Regions from separate parts of the Sus scrofa genome. Here region 1 is linked to region 2. A link is a contact called in public Hi-C data. All regions are on one chromosome and are shown on one strand. The core of a region is the stretch at or near the end of the contact, and the rest is flanking DNA. Distances in the headings are between cores, read along the strand shown. Region 1 holds the start of SLC17A7 (vesicular glutamate transporter 1). Region 2 holds the start of RPL18 (60S ribosomal protein L18).

Region 1 (3,795 bases), core at 602-3,101, 540 kb before region 2:
GCAGGAGCCTCGGTGGCAGATGCTAGAATTGTGAGGCCAGGGTGGCTGCACGTGAGTGAACTGGATGCGGAAAGGGGGAGTAGAAGGTGAAAAGTGGGGGATGCCATTGGGTACGGTCAGTTGGGCCTCCGAAGGAGCGAACTTGGGAGCCATGTCCACCAGAGGGCGCAACGCAGCTTCACTGGCTCCGAAACTACAACTCCCAGAGGCTCTCGCAAGCAAACAGCGAAGTCCCGCGGCCGCTGGGACCTGCAGTTTGCACAGGAATCCTCCGTGGGAGGCCGCGAGTGTGGGGCTGAGTCCTTTTTGCCTTCCTCGGTCGCCATGGTGATGGTTCCGGCGACCGCCCGGGATTTGGCAGCGGCTGGGCCCCCTTCCCACTCCCTCCTCTTCACCATCTGCTCTACCTTCACACCTGGCCCAGAGCCGCGACCGTCGCCTCCGCGCGCAGACCCGGGATTCTGCCGCCACAGGGTGGCGCGTGTGGACGGCTCCGCGGGCTACTCCTCCCTCGGACCCTGGAGTCCCAGACCCCAGCCTCTCCTCCCTGGGAATCCAGGATTTTTTAAAACGTTGGCAAAATTGTGACATAGACCCAATGAGACAAAGCTAGAGGCGAGAGGCCGCGGCCAACAGTGGCTGCCGGGCCACCCTGTCCTTGGCGCCCGCCCGCCGCGCTGGCTTCTCCCTCCCACTCCCTGGAGGACCTATGCCATACACATCATGAAAATTTAATCCCAAATGCATTTTTGGCTCGTCGCAGGGAGGCGGCGAGGAAAGGAGCACCCTCTTGGGGCTTGGAGCTGAAGGTAGACTCAGCGTCAGGGAGAGGGGCTGGCGGCGAAGGGAGCGAAGCCGAACCTGCCTGCTTGCTGGAGACAGAGGAAGAGTCCAGGTTCAACCGCAGAGGGGCGGGGCTGGATATCAGGGGTGGAGTAAGAACTCAGGGGGCGGGGACCGATCCCATAGGTACAGAGCCCGTGGACAGATTCCCGAGGCCGATTCCAGGGGGTGGGGGCAAAAATCACAACAGGGACAGATCCCAGGGGAGGGGACAGAACTCAAGGGGTGGAGGAATATCCAAGGAGAAGGGTACAGAACTCAAAGGGCTGGGATGGATCCTAAGCGAGGGAGGGAATAATGGCCGGTAACTGAGGTAGGGGGGACACAAATGTAGTGGCTGGAACTTGGAAAGGAAATCGGAAATAAAGGAACTGGAAGGAGGGATGAGCCTAGAAGGGAAATAGAACCGGAGGGATATGGAATTCAAAAGGGGAAAGATGCAAACAGGTGGATGGGAGTCAAGGGTACAGAAAATGAATGAAGAAGAACTAGAGGGGACAATGGGTGGATCGAAATGGGGACAGGAGTCGGGGGTGGGGGATGGATTCTCTGAATGAGAGAAGCCTCTGAATGAGAGAGTTGGAACTGAGGATGAGGTGGGATGCAGAACCAGAGGGCACAGAAGTTCCGAGGGATAGGACTGGGACGGTGAAACGCAGAGGGCTCCTCCGTAAGATGGAACTGTAGGGGACAAATGAGGGGACGAAATTAGGGGGAACTGAATTGGGGGAGTAAATCCCAAATGGTAGAGAGAATTCCGGAGACGAGAAAACCTGGGCTAGAAGGAACTGGTGGAGGATGGATGAGAGGAGAGTAACTCCAGGAAGGCGATGTAACCTAGACAAGCGCGTTCAGAACCTAGAGGCGGCGTGGTCTTGGAGTGGAAGGGCGGGACGAGAATCGGGAAGGAGTGCTGCAAGAGATGGGCGGGGCTAGAACGCAAGGGGCGGGGTCTGACTTGGGTGGGCGGGGCCTCTCCCACCCCGCCCCCGGCGCGGAGTCCAGTGACAGCCCCTAGGCAGCCGGCACTCGCAGCCTCCTTCCCCCCGAGCGGAGCTGCGGGGCCGGCCGGGCCGGGGCGGACCCCGGGAACCCGGACGCGGCCGCCCGGGCCCGCGGGCGGGGGGATCGGCGGAGGGGACTGGCGGCGGGAGCAGCCACCATGGAGTTCCGCCAGGAGGAGTTTCGGAAGCTAGCGGGTCGCGCCCTCGGGAGGCTGCACCGGTGAGCGTGGTGGGGATCCTGGGCGAGGGAGAGCGCGAGGTCCAGGAGGACGGTCATTCCCACCTGGGCGCAGACGGACAGCTGAAAGGGCGATACCCACGGGTGGGGGGGCACCTCTGTCCAGTTTTCTTTCTCCGTCTCAGACGGCGCCGCTCTCTCTGGTCCTGTCTCATCCATCATTTTCGGAGCCCCGCCCCACCCCAGGCTCTGCCCTTTTCTCTGGGACTATATATTGCCCTCCATTGGGGTCTTTGACTCCCTCCCCACTTCTGGGTTTCTGTTCGCCTGTCTTCTCTCTGCCGCTTTTCTCTGATCTCTGTCCCCTCTCTCTTGGCTTCTGTTTCCCTTGATCTCTGAGTCTCTGGCCATTGCTCTCACAAGATCTCTACAACCCCCCTCTCGGGGTCTTTGTCACGCTCTCTCTCTGAGTTTCTGGTCCCCCCCCCCCACCCAGGATCTCTGACCATCTTTCTGGGGTTGTATTCCCCAAGCTGGGTCTCTCCATCTCTGTGTGTTTGTCAGTTTCCATCCCTCAGAGAGTTTAATCTGAAGCTAAATCGGATTGGGGCCCATTGGTCCTTGTCCTTGAGCAGAGTTAAGCTGGGAGGAAGAAGCCAGGGTATCCTGGGTCTCTGGTGGAGAATGGAGTTGCAGGCCAAAAATTAGGCTCCCGGGTAGGACAGACTCCCCCAAAGGTGCAGGCTAGAGCTAAGAGGAGATGACCCCGGTGACCTGGGTGTCCCCAGAGCCATCTGGACACCCCCCCAAGTCTCTCACCCCCAACCCCAGCCCTGGCTCCAAGTCAGAGAAATTACTCAGCTGCGGCGAAGCCTAAAAATATCTGACCACAGCGCGAGGAGGAGATGGCCTCATGGGCATCATGCCCCTGCCACCATTCCCTCAGACCCTGTCCTCTTGCCTACAGCCTTGACCCTATCTTTAGTTGACCCTCAGTCCACCTCACCAGATCGTGCAAGTCCTTCCCTAAGTCTAACACGGATCCTGCTTGCTTCAGGTCACCTCTAGTTCCAGAGTTACCCCCTCCCCCCCAGTTACATGAGATGGGAATAAGGCTGGATAGAAGGAGGGGGCAGGAGGATGGCGCAGTGTTGGGGAGGGGGTGGGGGAGCTGAGATAACCTCACCCCTTCGTGTCCCAATCTTCCAGCCCCTCCCCATCCTTTTTCTCACCTCCCTTCACGAGTTTCTCAAAATACATCAGTGCCTCAGTGCGAAGTCAGGAGAGGGAGAGAGACGTGCTGATGGAGGGGGCTGGGAGGGGAGGCGGCAGCAGGAGGGATGTGTTTCTCAGGGCCTCTCCCTCAGTCTCTGCTTCTCAGCCTCTCATCTGTATCTATTTGGTATCTCTCTGTCTCCACCTTGCCCTTACCCCTTTGAGCTGCCTCTTGTGCCCCTAGAGACCCCGGAGTTCAGGGCTCCCTCCAGGACAGTCACTGAGGAGTTTGAGCCCAAAGAGCATGTGTGTCTGAATCTCCGGGTTCACTTTGATGGTGGGTGGGACAGGGGATGCCCTGTGTTGGACAAAACACACTGATTCCTTTTAATCCACTAGACAAAGCTGGGGAAACCGAGGTGTAGAGGAAAAGGGGGAGAAATCAGTGCCTAGGAATATAGGGTGTCGCTTGAACCCAGGTCAACCTCCCTCCCAAGTCTGGGAGGGAGGCTGCAGATTTCCTCAAGATGAGTGAGGCTGGAGTAGGTGGAGAAC
Region 2 (3,701 bases), core at 504-3,003:
TGAGACTGAAAGAAACCAAGGCAAGAATAGCATCAGGTGACCTAGGAGACAATTGAAGGAAGAAAGACACAGGCTGAAGGAGACAGCGACTGAGCTTGCTAGAAAGAGATAAACAGAGGAAGAAGTTCATTTATTGCCAAACAATGTACCTAGTGTTCAATCCAGAGCAGCACCAGCACCAGACAATATGTACCAAAGAGTGACCCAGAGAGAGATGGGGAAGAGAAACCCAGTAAGATGGAGAGACAGGGAAACAGTGTGTGAGCTTAGGGCTCCAGGGGAAACAAAGACAGATGCATTGATCGAAGAGGCTGGGACTCAGAGACCAGGGAACAGGGACAAGGATGGGGAGAAGAAAACTGTCCCAAGGTATGGTTATCTTGACTTGCAGATAGACCCTTACCTGATCGTGCTCCTCTTCTGCTTTAAGGAATCCATTCGTCTGCAGGCCCCCTGCTGTGTTACAACATCAACGTGGCCCCGGCTGGGAGGCCATGGGAGGGTGGTATGGGCAAGGAGTCAGGCATCATGGTCCAGGCTTGGCCTGTGGCTCTGGGGAGGAGAGATGAATAAGTAGGAGTATTAAGGGCAGAGAAGAGGAGGCCAAGCCCCAAGTGCTGGGGGCCCAAGGGGCAGGGCTTCCCAGAAGAGGAAGACAAGAATGGACAAGTCAGCTTCCTCATTGCCCCAACCAGTCCATCTGGTCCTCTCCACCTCCCCAGTGAGAGCCAACAGGATTAGAGGCTAATTGTTAACTCAGCGCTTAGAAGTACAAAGCATTGTCCCAAGCATTTAAACTAACTTATATAATGCTAGAAAACACTCCATGTGCCAGGCCTATTATCATCCCCTTCTTGCAAATAAGGAAAGTAATACACAAAAAAAGGTTTTGCCCAAGGTCTTATGCTTAGTAAGGAACTGAATTTGTCTCTGCTTCTCCCTAGACCTCCATCTTCCCTCTCTTTCTAACATCCTCCCACCTCCCGTCATTATTTCCCCCACCCTCCGTCTCTGTCCACTCCCCTCTGGGTCTCCATTCCTTCCCTCCTCTGAATCTCGGTCTCCCTCTCTCTAATTCTCTCCACTTTTCTTTTTCAGGAATTTTTTTCTCTCCACCGCGTCGCCCCAGCCCGCAGCCTCAGCTTGCCTCCTCTGCGCTCCAGTACCGTGCACATCCCTCATACCGAACCCGCTGGGCCACTTGAAACTCTCTGGCTGGGAGAAGCAGCCTCCGGGTGGCAGAGGCTGAGGAGGGGTTAAGGAAGGGCCATCTGGGAGAAGAGGGTGAAGCTGAACCTAAAAGGTGGAAACACCGGATGCCACAGACAGGACTGCAGCAAGAAGATCTCGGGTTAGACCTCAAGCAAGACTTCTCAAGCTGCGGCCGCGCCTGGCAAGCGCGGCACGAGACAAGGCAGAGGTGAACCCGATAAGGAAACGCTCAAAGATTGGGGTCAGACGGTTCCCTACGTCCGGACTGGTCCCGCCAGCCCCGCCTCCTCACCTCCAAGACTCGGGCCGCTGGGTCCTCCGGGAGCCACCGAGAGGCCGTCGGCGTCGGGCCAGAGCGTCAACGCACGACGCGTCTTCCTACTTCTGCGCGACATCTCCCTCGTTCCCAGCGCCCTTTCTTCCGGAAGACTATCGAGAACAGAGACTGGATATGGCCAGAGAGGCCCCGACGTACAGACCCTTCCCTCCTAGGGACCAGGGAACCGACACCCAATTCCGGAGGCGTCTATCTAGCCGGTCCTCCGATCACCATAGAGAGGGCGGGCGTCGCGGTAGAGTGCCGCGTCGCGTCCATGTGACGTCACGTACGAGCCCTTCACTGACGGCTTTCCCCGCCCACCCTAGCTCCCTGTCTCTCTTTCCGGACCTGGCTAAGGAGGAGGCGCCATCATGGTGAGCGCGCTTTGCGGAGTTTGGGCATTGATCATCCGTTGCCATCCGCTGCGGTCTGGGACCGAGGATGTTCCAGAGGGAGGCAGGGGTCCCAGGGTGTCCAAAGGAAGCGACTCCCGGGCTGGGGAGCTATTTTGGGGGCTTGAAGAGCAGAAATGGGAGTCGTCAATTTCTCGTCCTCCCGTATTCTTTTATGGTTCCCATTGAGTACATGACCAACTTGAGGGGTAAGGGAGTTAAATATGACCGGTAACGTAATGACAATAAAGAGCGGAGTCAGAATTCGGACCCAGGCGCTGATCCCACAGCCACTCTTGCCTGTGCTGCCCTTGGACCTGTCACTCCCCGGCCTGGAAAGCTGGGTTCTGGGGGAGTTGCTGAGCGTCTGGTGCCTGGGTGTGGGGACCAGGCAGGCTTCGATTCGAATCTCAATTCACTGCCCAACGTATCATTTCTGTGCGGGGAAAGCATCTTGACTTTATCATTGGGGGCCCAGTAATTATGTCTCACAGATGTGAGTTTGGGAAGAAATAAGTCCCGGGAAGTGTGCTTGTTGTAGGCTTTTGCGTATATTAAGTGCTGGAGGTATCAGTGGTCAAATACCTCTTTCCAGTTAATAGCATAGTAAACAAAAAAAAACCTCTTTAGGCAAGTAGGCAGGGGCTGTAGTGGAAATCGTAGGCTGCTTTCAGTTTTTTTTTAGCGCTAAAGTGGGAAACTAACTTCATAAAAGATTGTTGGATTCAAGGAGATAGTATAAGAAAAGTCCTAGAAGTAGTTTTGTACGGATTACTGAAAAAAAAAGTTCATTGATACCGTAATACCTTTTTAAGTCTGCCTTTGGTTTAAGTGATTTTGGTTCTGCTTTTTCGGAGTGAGTTTGGGGTGCTTAAATAATACATCCCTGAAAACACAGTTTAGTTCTTTGGAACTAAAAATTTGAGTCAGTGTGGCTCCTTTGTTGAGGTCTTTCAGGGTGTGTGCTGTGTGTCATGTGCTGAAGGCTTATGTTGAATTAGTTTTTTTCTACAAAGGGGTCATTGGGTAGGGGGTTAAGTGGTTTTTCCCAGAGCTCTCCGAGTGTCAGATTGGAGTTCGTTGTCTCCAGAGACTGCATTAGCTCTTGCTCAGAGGTAAGGGCTCATTGAGAATGTTTGTGAGGTGAGGATCGAGTCAGGGCTGGGTTCATGGTCTTCCCTTCACCCCTGCAGGGAGTTGACATCCGCCACAACAAGGACCGAAAGGTTCGACGCAAGGAGCCCAAGAGCCAGGACATCTACCTGAGGCTGCTGGTCAAGGTGAGGTTGGGCCTGAGACCCTTAGACAAGGCCACCCCCGAACTACAGGTTCCAGAGCCTCTGTGGCAGTATTGGTCCAAGCTCGAATCACTGGTTCTTTCTCCAAGCTTTTGGGGAGTCCAGAGTTTTTCATCCTCTGACCTTGGATGGGGAGGGAGGTTTTCTGGGTCTCCAGCCAGGAGAGATCTGGGCCAGCTCGCTCCCTTGGGCTCAGCAGGATGGGGGAAGCCCTCAGTCATTTGCCCCTTTGTTAGAAAGCCATGGGGGAGTCGGCTGCCCTGGGGCCTCATTCTTCCTTTTTCCTTCTCCAGCTGTACAGGTTTCTGGCCAGACGAACCAACTCCACCTTCAATCAAGTTGTGCTGAAGAGGTTGTTCATGAGTCGCACCAACCGGCCACCCCTGTCGCTTTCCCGGATGGTGAGGGACTGATGCTGGGAGCATCCTCAACCTGGGGGGCAGCTGGATGGTGTCTGCTGGACTTCAGGGGGAAGGGCGG

What was found. Hi-C and Micro-C count contacts between places; a contact is called where the count stands out from the background.
Region 1: a Hi-C map of retroperitoneal adipose tissue shows a contact between it and region 2, with 2.0 times the contacts expected there. The contact joins the promoter of SLC17A7 here to the promoter of RPL18 in region 2. A contact is called at or near these places in 1 of 5 promoter capture datasets (liver), 1 of 47 Hi-C or Micro-C datasets (retroperitoneal adipose tissue) and 1 of 2 datasets of contacts at active chromatin or transcription factors (alveolar macrophages).

The regions. Positions count from the first base shown.
Region 1 is chr6:54,519,672-54,523,466 of Sscrofa11.1, reverse strand. SLC17A7 (vesicular glutamate transporter 1) reads left to right here and starts at 1,851. Exons shown (of 12, transcript XM_003127311.4): 1 at 1,851-2,067. The coding sequence starts at 2,006.
Region 2 is chr6:53,976,733-53,980,433 of Sscrofa11.1, reverse strand. It overlaps RPL18 (60S ribosomal protein L18), which reads left to right and starts at 1,753. Exons shown (of 7, transcript XM_021094700.1): 1 at 1,753-1,905; 2 at 3,117-3,203; 3 at 3,515-3,622. The coding sequence starts at 1,903.